Linked DNA regions of Pan troglodytes: region 1 is linked to region 2. Evidence: chromatin contacts called from public Hi-C data. All regions are on one chromosome and are shown on one strand. The core of a region is the stretch at or near the end of the contact, and the rest is flanking DNA. Distances in the headings are between cores, read along the strand shown.

The links. A called contact is a pair of places that touch in the nucleus more often than the background predicts.
Region 1: a contact with region 2 is called in a Hi-C map of stem cell-derived neural progenitor cells, with 2.7 times the contacts expected there. The contact joins the enhancer-like site here to the promoter of CMTM7 in region 2. A contact is called at or near these places in 3 of 7 Hi-C or Micro-C datasets (blood, induced pluripotent stem cells and stem cell-derived neural progenitor cells) and 1 of 1 datasets of contacts at active chromatin or transcription factors (stem cell-derived excitatory neurons).

What each region holds. Positions count from the first base shown.
Region 1 is chr2:36,479,600-36,485,842 of NHGRI_mPanTro3-v2.0_pri, reverse strand. No RefSeq gene overlaps it. Among named protein-coding and RNA genes, the nearest start is that of CMTM6, 35 kb to the left of the region's middle. Within about 2 kb of position 1,397, at least 10 of the 24 cell types and tissues checked have an H3K27ac peak or open chromatin away from gene starts, as enhancers often do. A contact at or near this core is called in stem cell-derived excitatory neurons and stem cell-derived neural progenitor cells, where this site is marked.
Region 2 is chr2:36,403,603-36,409,473 of NHGRI_mPanTro3-v2.0_pri, reverse strand. CMTM7 (CKLF like MARVEL transmembrane domain containing 7) reads right to left here and starts at 3,011. Exons shown (of 4, transcript XM_003309684.7): 1 at 2,622-3,011. The coding sequence starts at 2,780.

The DNA.
Region 1 (6,243 bases), core at 148-2,647, 78 kb before region 2:
GCAAACCAAGTACCAGGTAGGATGGCAGCAAAACATTCATTCATTTTTATTATGTCAGCACAATTGAAACAAAAGGTGGCCACACTCTTTTTGAAGCTTCCCTAATCCACAGTAGAGTTCCCAGCATCCATTCGACAGACAGGGATGTTCAGCTAAAGAAAGCTCTGTATAGGCTGGGCACGGTGGCTCCTTTGGGACGCTGAAGCAGGTGGGTCACCTGAGGTCAGTAGTTCAAGACCAGCCTGACCAACATGGAGAAACCCTGTCTCTAGTAAAAATACAAAAAAATTAGCCAGGTGTGGTGGCTCACGTCTGTAATCCCAGCTATTCGGGAGGCTGAGGCAGGAGAATCGCTTGAACCTGGGAGGCGGAAGTTGTGGTGAGCTGAGATCACGCCATTGCACTCCAGCTGGGCAATAAAAGCGGAACTCCATCTCAAAAAAAGAAAGCTCTGTATAGCACCTCTGTTGGTATAAAACCTGTGTGAGAAGACCAAATACTTTTTCTTCTCCCAGAAAGAGGCATTGTTTCAAATGTTATGCTTGGCAAGCTTTATGAGTAAACACCATTCTTGGGCATGCATCTGACTGCTCCTGATATGAGTCACCAACAGGGATCACAATAAATGGATCCAGTGAACAGGTTCTTGCAAAAGAGAAGCACAATCCAGGCAAACACACACACACACAACACACCACCTCACAAAACCACAGCAAGTATGTAGTAAGTTTAGGAATATTTGGGACTTCCTCCTGGGTAGGAATGAATCTGGGGATGCAACCCCATATCTAAGTCTTGTCCCTCTGCTGTCGTTTGCCCCAGACTGAGTTGTACCAGCTCAGACTTAGATCTTTGCTCCACAGGAACTGTGACATCCACTCCAGGTTTTGTATCAGGTCATCTGCTGTTCTGAGCACCCTTACAGCCCCCTAGCTAGTCCAGCTCTGCCTGTCCCTTTCATTCCATCCATACCTGGCTTTCAGTCATAACATGTATTATGCAGGTTTTTTTCTGGGCTTTTTTTCTGATATGCAGTGGCCTCATTACTCAGGGTTTGCATTTTGTAAGAAATCCACCGCTTGTTCAAATGACTTGCTTGTTTGAGAAGTTTAGTGGCTGAAGACTCGTTTTGTCTCACTCATCCCTCTGGGGCCTTGCGGTCTTTCTCTTTCCAGTCCCCTGGCCAATCAGCCAAGCCGTTCACCACTCCCTGAGTCTGTATATTTTCTTTCCAGCGGATGATCAGATGCACTGCCCAGAGCTTTGCCCATTGGGAGTGTTTCCTTTCACTGCTGTCTTTCAAGGCTACCCCTGAAATAACACTATTAGTGCAGCCAGCACACATTTTCAGCTTGTATCCACGTGGCCCGCTGAGCCATCATCATGACTGAACCAGGGAAGGAGAGTGAGCCAATATGAGGATATTACTGAGTTAGCCACCACTGTGTGATTGGTTGCTCAATCCCACAGGACTGTCCTCTGAGAAGCTGTGTAAAATGTGCCTCAGGGTGGTCTGGTCCAGGAGAGAAGGAGGAAGAATGCACGCACTGGTTCCTGTGTCCCGTTGGTCAGTGTTACCTCACAGGGAGTGAATTCCCCCGCAGCACTTGCAAGTTGCACTGTGTGGCCGCTGAGCAGGTCCCATGGCAGTGTCCACAGGAAAGCGCCAAGGTGACAGTTGAAGGCCCAAATCACAGCTATCAGGTTATGCTGGCATGACATGGTCGTAGGCCTTGCAGGGCTAGCACTGCAGTGGTGGCTGGATCAAGGGATAGGTGAGGCCAAGAGGATGTAACATGTTGCATAATGGTAAGTGAATAAAGTCCTGAAAGATTACATACAGTGTGGTATCTTTTCCATTTAATTATAAACTACCAAGATTACAAGAAATGCAAGCCCGTGATCAGTGGGGGATTTGGGAGGTTACCTTGGGAGGAAAAAGATGGGAGGGTGATGAACTGAAGAAGCATATTGTTACAGTTGAATGTAGGTTGTCACGGCTAGCTTCAGTGCTGACTACAAACAAAAAATAGGGAAGGAGGGAGGAAGGAGGCCATGCATGGACCATGATTAGAGGGTAAGAGTGTTATGAACTCAGGATGATGATTAATCTGTGTACCTGAGGTTCAAATAAAACGTGCAGGCCGGGCGCGGTGGCTCACGCCTGTAATCCTAGCACTTTGAGAGGCCGAGGTGGGCGGATCATGAGGTCAGGAGTTTGAGACCAGCCTGACCAACATGGTGAAACCCCGTCTCTACTAAAATACAAAAATTAGCCGGGCGTGACGGTGGGCGCCTGTAATCCCAGCTACTGGGTAGGCTGAGGCAAGAGAATTGCTTGAACCTGGGAGTTGGAGGTTGCAGTGAGCCGAGATCGTGCCGCCAGACTCCAGCCTGGGTGACAGAGTTAGGCTCTGTCTCAAAAAGAAAAAGAAACCCACAAAACAACAACAACAAAATCCCCCCAAAAACAGCAACAAAAAAACTGTGCAAGTGGATGCTTCTAATGTGAACAGTTCTTAGCTTTCCCAGAGGCGTGGCTCTCCCCAAGGAACGCGGCGGCGATGCTTCCCGATGGCCGCCAGGGGGCGTGCGCGGCCAGGAGCGGGCGCGTTGCGCGGGGGCTCCTGCAGCCACCTGCGCGGTGGGTTTTGTTTTCGCTACAGGAGAGCTGTGTCCAGCTGGGAGGTGTGGCAGCAGGCACAGCTGTTGGCCGGGGACCCCGGGGGCTCCCCAGGGAGGGCCTCCGCCCAGCGCGCTGCCCCTGGGTTAGCTAGGAAGCATCTGCCAGACCGGCGGGGCCCCGACTTCCCGGAGAACTGCCGAGACCCTGGGGCAAGCGCTTGAGGGCCCTCCCGGGCAGAATCGCAAACGGGACGGCTGCTTCAGCTAGCCCCCAGCAGGTGTGTTTGGCCTGAAGTGTATCTTTGAAAAGATACTTGGCAGCATTTAAAAATCGGGAAATGTTTAGCGTGGAAATCCAGATGACCATTTCTCTGGGTCACTTGGGGCATCTGGCAGCACTTGGCCAGCGGCTCGCTCCACACGCACCCCTGCCAGGCTGACGAGGTTTGTCACAGTTTCGGTCAAATCAGTATTCCGCGTGACCATTATTCTGGCTGTTATCACTATTCACAACTGAGCCAAGCGGCACACTTCATGCTGTGGTAACATTTCCTTTTTTGCATAACTCTACGTGGAATATTTTTTATTTTATTTTTATTTTTATTTTATTTTTTTGAGAAGGAGTTTCGCTCTTGTTGCCCAGGCTGGAGTGCAATGGTGCAATCTCGCCTCACCACAACCTCTCCGCCTCCCGGGTTCAAGTGATTCTCCTGCCTCAGCCTCCCGAGTAGCTGGGATTACAGGCATGCGCTACCACGCCCAGCTAATTTTGTATTTTTAGTAGAGACAGGGTTTCACCATGTCAGGCTGGTCTTGAGGTCTTGAACTCCCGACCTCAGGTGATCTGCCCGCTTCAGCCTCCCAAAGTGCTGAGATTACAGGCGTGAGCCACTGCACCCGGCCTATGTTGTTTTTTATGTACATAGAATATGGCAATAAAACCCAAACAGTCCACCGGTTGTCTCCCCAGTCCTCATCCAACCTGGGCCCTTTCCATCCACCTGGTGCCCAGTGGTTCCTGGCATCTCCCTTTATGTCAGTGGTTTCTGTCAGGCCTCTAAGCCCAAGCTAAGCCATCATATCCCCTGTGACCTGCACGTACACATCCAGATGGCCGGTTCCTGCCTTAACTGATGACATTCCACCACAAAAGAAGTGAAAATGGCCTGTTCCTGCCTTAACTGATGATATTATCTTGAGAAATTCCTTCTCCTGGCTCATCCTGGCTCAAAAGCTCCCCTATTGAGCACCTTGTGACCCCCCACTCCTGCCCGCCAGAGAACTCCCCTTTGACTGTAATTTTCCTTTACCTACCCAAATCTTATAAAACGGCCCCACCCCTATCTCCCTTTGCTGACTCTTTTCAGACTCAGCCCGCCTGCACTCAGGTGATTAAAAGCTTTATTGCTCACACAAAGCCTGTTTGGTGGTCTCTTCACACGGACGCACATGAAATTTGGTGCTGTGACTCGGATCAGGGGACCTCCCTTGGGAGATCAATCCCCTGTCCTGCTCTTTGCTCCGTGAAAAAGATCCACCTATGACCTCAGGTCCTCAGACCCACCAGCCCAAGGAACATCTCACCAATTTTAAATCAGGTAAGCGGCCTCTTTTTACTCTCTTCTCCAACCTCCCTCACTATTCCTCAACCTCTTTCTCCTTTCAATCTTAACGCCACACTTCAATCTCTGCCTTCTCTTAATTTCAATTCCTTTCATTTTCTGGTAGAGACAAAGGAGACACGTTTTATCTGTGGACCTAAAACTCTGGCGCCGGTCATGGACTGGGAAGGCAGCCTTCCCTTGGTGTTTAATCATTGCAGGGACGCCTGATTATTCACCCACGTTTCAGAGGTGTCACACCACTCAGGGACGCCTGCCTTGGTCCTTCACCCTTTGCGGCAAGTCCCACTTTTCTGGAGGAGGGACAAGAACCCCAACCTCTTATCTCTGTGCCCCATCCCTTTTTTCCGTGCCCTGACCCCTTTTCCACTTTTCTGGAGGGTAAGAATCCCCCACCCCTTCTCCGTGTCTCTACTCTCTTTTCTCTGGGCTTGCCTCCTTCACTATGGGCAAGCTTCCACCTTCCATTCCTCCTTCTTCTCCCTTAGCCCGTGTTCTTAAGAACTTAAAACCTCTTCAACTCACTCCTGACCTAAAACCTAAATGCCTTATTTTCTTCTGCAATGCCGCTTGACCCCAGTACAAACTCAACAGTAGTTCCAAATAGCCGGAAAACGGCACTTTCAATTTTTCCGTCCTACAAGATCTAAATAATTCTTGTCGTAAAATAGGCAAACGGTCTGAAGTACCTGATGTCCAGGCATTCTTTTACACATCGGTCCCTCCCTAGTCTCTGTTCCCAATGTGACTCGTCCCAAATCTTCCTTCTTTCCCTCCCACCTGTCCCCTCAGTCCCAACCCCAAGCGTTGCTGAGTCTGTCTAATCTTCCTTTTCTACGGACCCATCTGACCTCTCCCCTCCTCACCAGGCTGAGCGAGGTCTCAATTCTTCCTCAGCCTCCACTCCTCCACCCTATATAATCCTTTTATCACCTCCCCTCCTCACACCCAGTCCAGCTTATAGTTTCGTTCCGTGACTACCCCTCCCCCACCTGCCCAGCAATTTACTCTTAAAAAGGTGGCTGGAGCTAAAGGCATAGTCAAGGTTAATGCTCCTTTTTCTTTATCCCAAATCAGAGAGCGTTTAGGCTCTTTTTCATCAAATATAAAAATCCAGCCCAGTTCATGGCTCATTTGGCAGCAACCCTGAGACGCTTGACAGCCCTAGACCCTAAAAGGTCAAAAGGCCGCCTTATTCTCAATATACATTGTATTACCCAATCTGCTCCCGACATTAAATAAAACTCCAAAAATTAAATTCCGGCCCTCCAACCCCACAACAGGACTTACTTAACCTTGCCTTCAAGGTGTACAACAATAGAGTAGAGGCAGCCAAGTAGCAAGATATTTCCGAGTTGCAATTCCTTGCCTCCACTGTGAGACAAACTCCAGCCACATCTCCAGCACACAAGAACTTCCAAACGCCTGAACCGCAGTGGCCAGGCGTTCCTCCAGAACTGCCTCCCCCAGGAGCTTGCTACGAGTGCCAGAAATCTGGCCACCAGGCCAAGGAATGCCCACAGCCCAGGATTCCTCCTAAGCCGTGTCCCATCTGTGCAGGACCCCACTGGAAATCGGACTGTTCAACTCACCTGGCAGCCACTCCCAGAGCCCCTGGAACTCTGGCTCAAGGCTCTCTGACTGACTCCTTCCCAGATCTTCTCGGCTTAGCAGCTGAAGACTGACACCGCCTGATTGCCTCAGAAGCTTACAGGACCATCACAGATGCTCTAAGTAACTCTCACAGTGGAGAGTAAGTCCGTCCCCTTCTTAATCAATACGGAGGCTACCCACTCCACATTACCTTCTTTTCAAGGGCCTGTTTCCCTTGCCTCCATAACTGTTGTAGGTATTGACAGTCAAGCTTCTAAACCTCTTAAAACTCCCCAACTCTGGTGCCAACTTAGACAATACTCTTTTAAGCACCCCTTTTTAGTTATCCCCACCTGCCCAGTTCCCTTATTAGGCCGAGACACTTTAACTAAACTATCTGCTT
Region 2 (5,871 bases), core at 1,762-4,261:
GTCAAAAGTCAAAACCTGTGACTGTGTCTCTACTCCAAAAAGGAAGACCAAAAAAACTGAATTATCATGGCCAGAGGATTATAAAAATTACACATGTATAAATGACATGTCAAGTACACACATTCACTCAGAAACTCATTTTCTAGTAATGGGGGACCCAGAAGAGGCCAAGACAAGGGAAGTCATTCTCCAGTGGAACAGCCTTTGCAATGATTTCTTAAGACAATGTGTTGGCAGATCTATTGATCAGATCATGATGAAAACATTTCATGAGAAGCTGAGGACAAAAGGGTCAACCTGTTCAGTATGAAACTGAGAAATTGATGGTCAAAATGAGAGACCCATAGAAAGAAAGCCCAATGGGTGGCATTAATTTAGCTGCTTCTGCCCTTCCCCAATGTTAAAACTTGGCTAAACAAGCATTTTCCAGCAAAGAAGACAAATGAACCTCAAATGCCCAAGCAGAGTCTTAGAAAAGAGGAGAAGTGGGAAAATAGGGAGGAGTTAGATAAGAGGCCCAAGTAGATAGCCCTAACTAGGACTAATATAGCCATCCTGCAAGGGCAACTTTGCTCCCAGAGGGTCTGATCAAACAAGCCTGCAGCAGTGATGGGGAATCCTCCAGGGCAGGTGTAAGACTCCTCAGCATGGTTTTAAGAGGAGCACATAGAGAATAAGCAACCAGATAAAGAAATTATTCAAGTCTTTGTTCTCTTTTTTGGAACAACAGGCCCCACTCTTGCCACTTGCAAATTGGCCCAAGGACCACAGGCCAGAGGCTAGCTGAGGAGCTTAAGATGAGATGGAGATTTCTCATCTCCCAGTATCTTTATTCATCAAAATCATGGACCACATGAAGGCTTCTCATCTCCATTACCTTTTCTTTGTACCTTTTTTTTTTTTTTTTTTTTTTGAGACAGGCCTCCCTCTGTCACGCAGACTAGTGCAGTGGCACAGTTCACTGACCTTCTCAGCTCAATCAATCCTCTCACCTCAGCCTCCCAAGTAACTGGGACTAGAGGCCCATGCCAACCACACAAGGTTTTAAAATTTTTTTTTGTAGAGATGGGGTCTCGCTATGTTGCCGAGGTTTCATCTCCATTATGTTTGTGTACCAAACTCATAGACCAACAAGGAGACTTTTCATCCCATAATATCTTTGTCCAGCAAACTCAGGGGCCAAGATGGAGGCTTCTGATCCCATTCTCTGTCTACCAAACTCATCCCTTCCAATGCTCAGGTAGGATATGTCTCACCCCAGCCCATCTTTTAAGGATGGTGAGATGGGCTGGTCTCTTCTATTTGGCTGATCAAATCTCTTAGCCTGGGCCAAAAAATGCCCTGCTCAAACCCAACAATGCTCAGCACCAGATTTTTCTGTACGTTGCTGAAATGCCTCTTCCTAATTTTTGGTCTATCTAGACACCGTTCTTAGGGAGGCAGGAACTCAGCGCCCCTTCTCTTTAGGTCTGGCCCAAGCAAGACATGAGGGCCACCTCATGCACACTCAGTGTCTGGAATGGCAGTGCTATAGATGCACAGACGTCCTGTGCCCAACCCCCTGGGGCCAGTCCACCTTAGCAGGCCCCAGCTTCTGGGTGTGTGACCTTGTCCAGCCCCACACTCCTTTCCCCACACCTCTTTTTGAAACTTACCGCTCCCTTCCCCACCATTCTTGGTGCAAACATTACAATGGTGGAGACTCACAAACAGCCCAACCCAGTTTCAAAACACATCATACAAACGGAAAAGTTGTTTCAGATTACAAACTTTTAAAGAAGAAAAAAACGGGAGGGGAGAAAAGAAAAGAGTGGGGAACAAGAGAATCGGCCAGGCAACGTCTGCCCTGGTAGAAGGCCCTTGTGCTGAGTTGGTCACAATCCAAGCCCAGACACTCATCCTGCCTGGCTCCACGGGTGACTCCCATTCAACAGTCTGGCTCCCCTACATGAGTACCAGCCCCTGACAACAGGCCTTTCCCAACTGACCACCTGCCCTCCAGAGCCCCCTGAGACCCGGGCCCTCCCTCGGAACTTGAGGGCGCAGGGGACCAGGACGGCCGTCTCAGCGGTCCCAGTTCTTTTTCCCCACTATGGAACGCAAGACCCTCTGACCTCCTCCTTCGAGCGAAACTGCACACAGAGCAGGGAAGCCCTGCCGCGCTGGGTTCGGAGGAAAGGGGAGGCCGTGGACGGGGAAGAGGTCGGGTTTCGCTGCCTCAGCGCCGCCGCCTGGGCGACTCTTCCACCCCCGGCTCGGGTTCGAAGCGGCGCGGCCCAGAGAAGAGGAAGAAAGACGAAAAGGAACTTTGCCCGTGGTTTCAGTCAGTAGGCGGGTCAGGCTTCGCAGGGGGGTGGCCGGAGAAACTTGCGACCCTGGCGACCTGGGTCCGCGGGAGCAAGGGCCGGGGCAGCTCTGGGGACTGAGCTCCAGCGCGGGGGCTGCGGCGGCAACTTTCCCGGAGGAAGCCTGCTGCGAACTTTAGCGACGCGATCCCCCGCCCGCTGCGCGATGCTCCCTGGGCTCCGGCCGGGTCCAGACGCCCGGCGCGTCCGCTCCCGGACCCCTGCTTTCCCGGGACGCCCTGTAGAACCTCGGCCTCGCGCCCCGCGCTCACTTACCATTTGCGCCACTTTCAGCAGGGCCGCGTGGGTGCGGGGGTAGCTGAGGTCCAGCAGCCCCTCCAAGGGGCTCGCGCTGGGCTGGGCCGCGCCGGCCCCGGGTCCGAGCGCGCTGCCGCTGCTGCACGTGGTGCGGACGAGCCCGGCTCCGTGCGACATTGCGCGGCCCCAGCTCGCTGGCCGCCTCCCCGGGCAGCTGCCCAGGGGCCAGATACGGAGGGCGGGCCGGGGGCGGGCGGGGGCGGGCGGGGGCGGGCGCTGGCGAGGGCGGGGCGCCCGGGTCCCTGCCCCGCTGCTGGAGACGCGGAGCCGCCTCTGGCGGGATCCCTCCGGGGACTGGCCGGCCGGCGCCTTCCAGAAAGGTAGCGGCAGTCCCGGCCCTCGTAGATGCGCGGAAGTTAGACTGGAGCGAGAGGAAACCGGATGCCTTGGGTCGTGGCCTCTCCGAGGTGGGCAAGGCCCGGACCACAGCTGGTACTGAGCCTCCTGGGATTTTGTGTGGGTGCGGCTGCGGATGTGTGCTGAGAGCACTTTACTGAAGTTTAACTTACATAAAGTGTGATGCCCAGACCTTACGTGTTCAGCTCCACTAATTTTTATGTATGTGTACACCTGTGTAACCGTCGCCCAGATCAACAAATAGAACGTGCCCATCACCCCAGAAAGTTCCGTGGTGGGCCTTCCTGACCTACCTTCCTTCCCTGTCCCCATCCTTATCCAGCCTCAGGCAACCACTACAGTGTATTCTGCTTTCTGTCACTGTAGGTTCATTTTGCCTGTTCTTGGACTTCATAAACTTGAAGTAATACAGAATATTCTCCTTCAACATAACAAATTAGAAGATCCATCCTGTTGGGAATATAAGTAGTTCATATCAGTTCCTTCCTTTTTATTGCTGAGTAGTACTCCACTGTGCAAAGATACCGTATTTTTTAAACGTTTACCCAGTTGATGGACACCAAGCTTGCTTCCTTCCTACCTGCTTGCCTGCCTCCTTCCCTCCCTCCGGCCTTTCCCCCCTCCCTCGTCTCTTTTCTGGCTATAGTGACTATTAGGGTACACGTTTTTTTGGTGGATACAAACTCACATTTCTCTGGGACAAATATCTGCAAGTGAACGCACTGGTTACAAGGGGAGCATATGTTTGCTTCTGTTAGAAGCTGTCAGCCTGGGGAACATGGCCAGACCTCATTTCTACAAAAAACAAAAAATAAAAATAAATTAGCTGGGCCGGGCGCGGTGGCTCACGCCTGTAATTCCAGCACTTTGGAAAGCCGAGGCGGGCGGATCACGAGGTCAGGAGATCAAGACCATTCTGGCTAACACGGTGAAACCCCGTCTCTACTAAAAATACAAAAAATTAGCTGGGCGTGGTGGCGGGCGCCTGCAGTCACAGCTACTCGGGATGCTGAGAATGGCGTGAACCCGGGAGGCGGAGCTTGCAGTGAGCAGAGCTTGCGCCACTGAATTCGAGCCTGGGCGACAGAGCGAGACTCTGTCTCAAAATAAAAATAAAAATAAAAATAAATAAATAAATAAATTAGCTGGGTGCTGTGGCACATGCCTGTTCAGGAGGCTGAGGCTGGAGGAGCCTTGGAGCCCAGGAGGTTGAGGCTGCAGTGAGTCATGACAGTGGCATTGCACTCCAGCCTGGGCCACAGAGCAAGACCTTGTCTCAATTAAAAAAAAAAAAAAAAAGAAAAGAAAAAGAAAAAGCTGTCAAACAGCTATCCAAGTGACATACTATTCTGTATCCCTTTTGGGTTGTTTTAAAAATGAAGCGGCCAGGCGTGGTGGCTCACGCCTATAATCCCAGCACTTTGGGAAGTCAAGGCATGAAGATCCCTGGAGGCCAGGAGTCCGAGATTGCAGTGAGCTATGATCTTGCCACCGCACTCTTGTCTGGGTGACAGAGTGAGACACTGTCTCTTAAAAAAAAAAAAAAGAAAAAGGAAAAGAAGAAAACATAAAAATGAAGACAGGCCCAAACGGGACTACCAAAATGAGGTATGTTATCATGTTCCTTTTGAGCAGTGTCCCTGTGGCCATACTTACATTTATTCACTTGGAGATAACATCAAAAAATCTGGCTGGGCACGGTGGCTCATGTCTGTAATCCCAAAATCAAGCTCACAAGCCCAAGTTTGACACCAGCAAGGGCAACATGGCGAAACCCCATCTCTACAAAAAAACACAAAAATTAACTGGGCATGGTGGCACGTGCCTGTAGTCCCAGCTACTCAGGAGGCTGAGGTGGGAGGATTGCTTGAGCCCGGGAGGTTGAAGCTGCAGTGAGTCATGATTACAACACTGTACTCCAGCCTGGGTGACAGAGCAAGACCCTGCCTCAAGAACAAAACAAAACAAAGCGAAACATAAAACTACCTTTGTGAGTTTATTCCCTGCCAGTGCTGTCTTGTCATCAGAAGAGTTTTCGATGTGGCAAAGTCCTAATAATTCTTGTTGGTGGATGATACCCATGCAATCTCTGTTTTGGCAAGTCTTTTAGTTGATTCTGATGCACACTCAAATTTGAGGACCACTGTCATTGCCAGAGTCCACTGCAGTTGAAACATTTGGGGATTTATTACACTATTTATTCCACCTTTATGTACATTTGACAATTTTCATGATCAAGAAAAATTGCCTTCCACGTGTGTCTTCTCTGTAGACAACAGTCACAGCTGCCTGTTACCTCCATTTGTTTCTCTGTAATTCAGGAATAATTGCATCTAGGGGCTGCTGTGACAATGTGATAGATATGCAGGCGTGCTGTGACATTTCTGGCTCTATACCCACAGGCATGAAGTTAGTACTATGTATCATTTTTTTATGTAGATGTACATTTCACTTCTGTACTTGTCTAAGGCTTCAGGACCCACAGTGGAGATGACAGGGCATCTTTGTTGAGATGAGGGTTTCAGGGAAGCAGAAAAACCAACTGCTGGATCATTTCTCCTTTGAGGGGCCTTTGTCCAATTCAGCAGTCTTCTAACAGTGATTTTCAGTGTATAGCCCCCCAACCAGCAGTACCTGCGAACTTGTGAGAAATGCAGATTCTAGGGGCCCACTCTGACCTGCTGAATCAGAAACTCTAGGGGTAGGGCTCAGCAGTGTGTGTCTTAACAAGTCTTCCCAACCCCACCCTCACTCCCCACCCCCTTCACCATCACTCTGTGATTCTGATGCATACTCAAGTTTGAGAACAACTATCACTTCCTGAGTCTGCTCAGAAACATTGCTGGGCTTT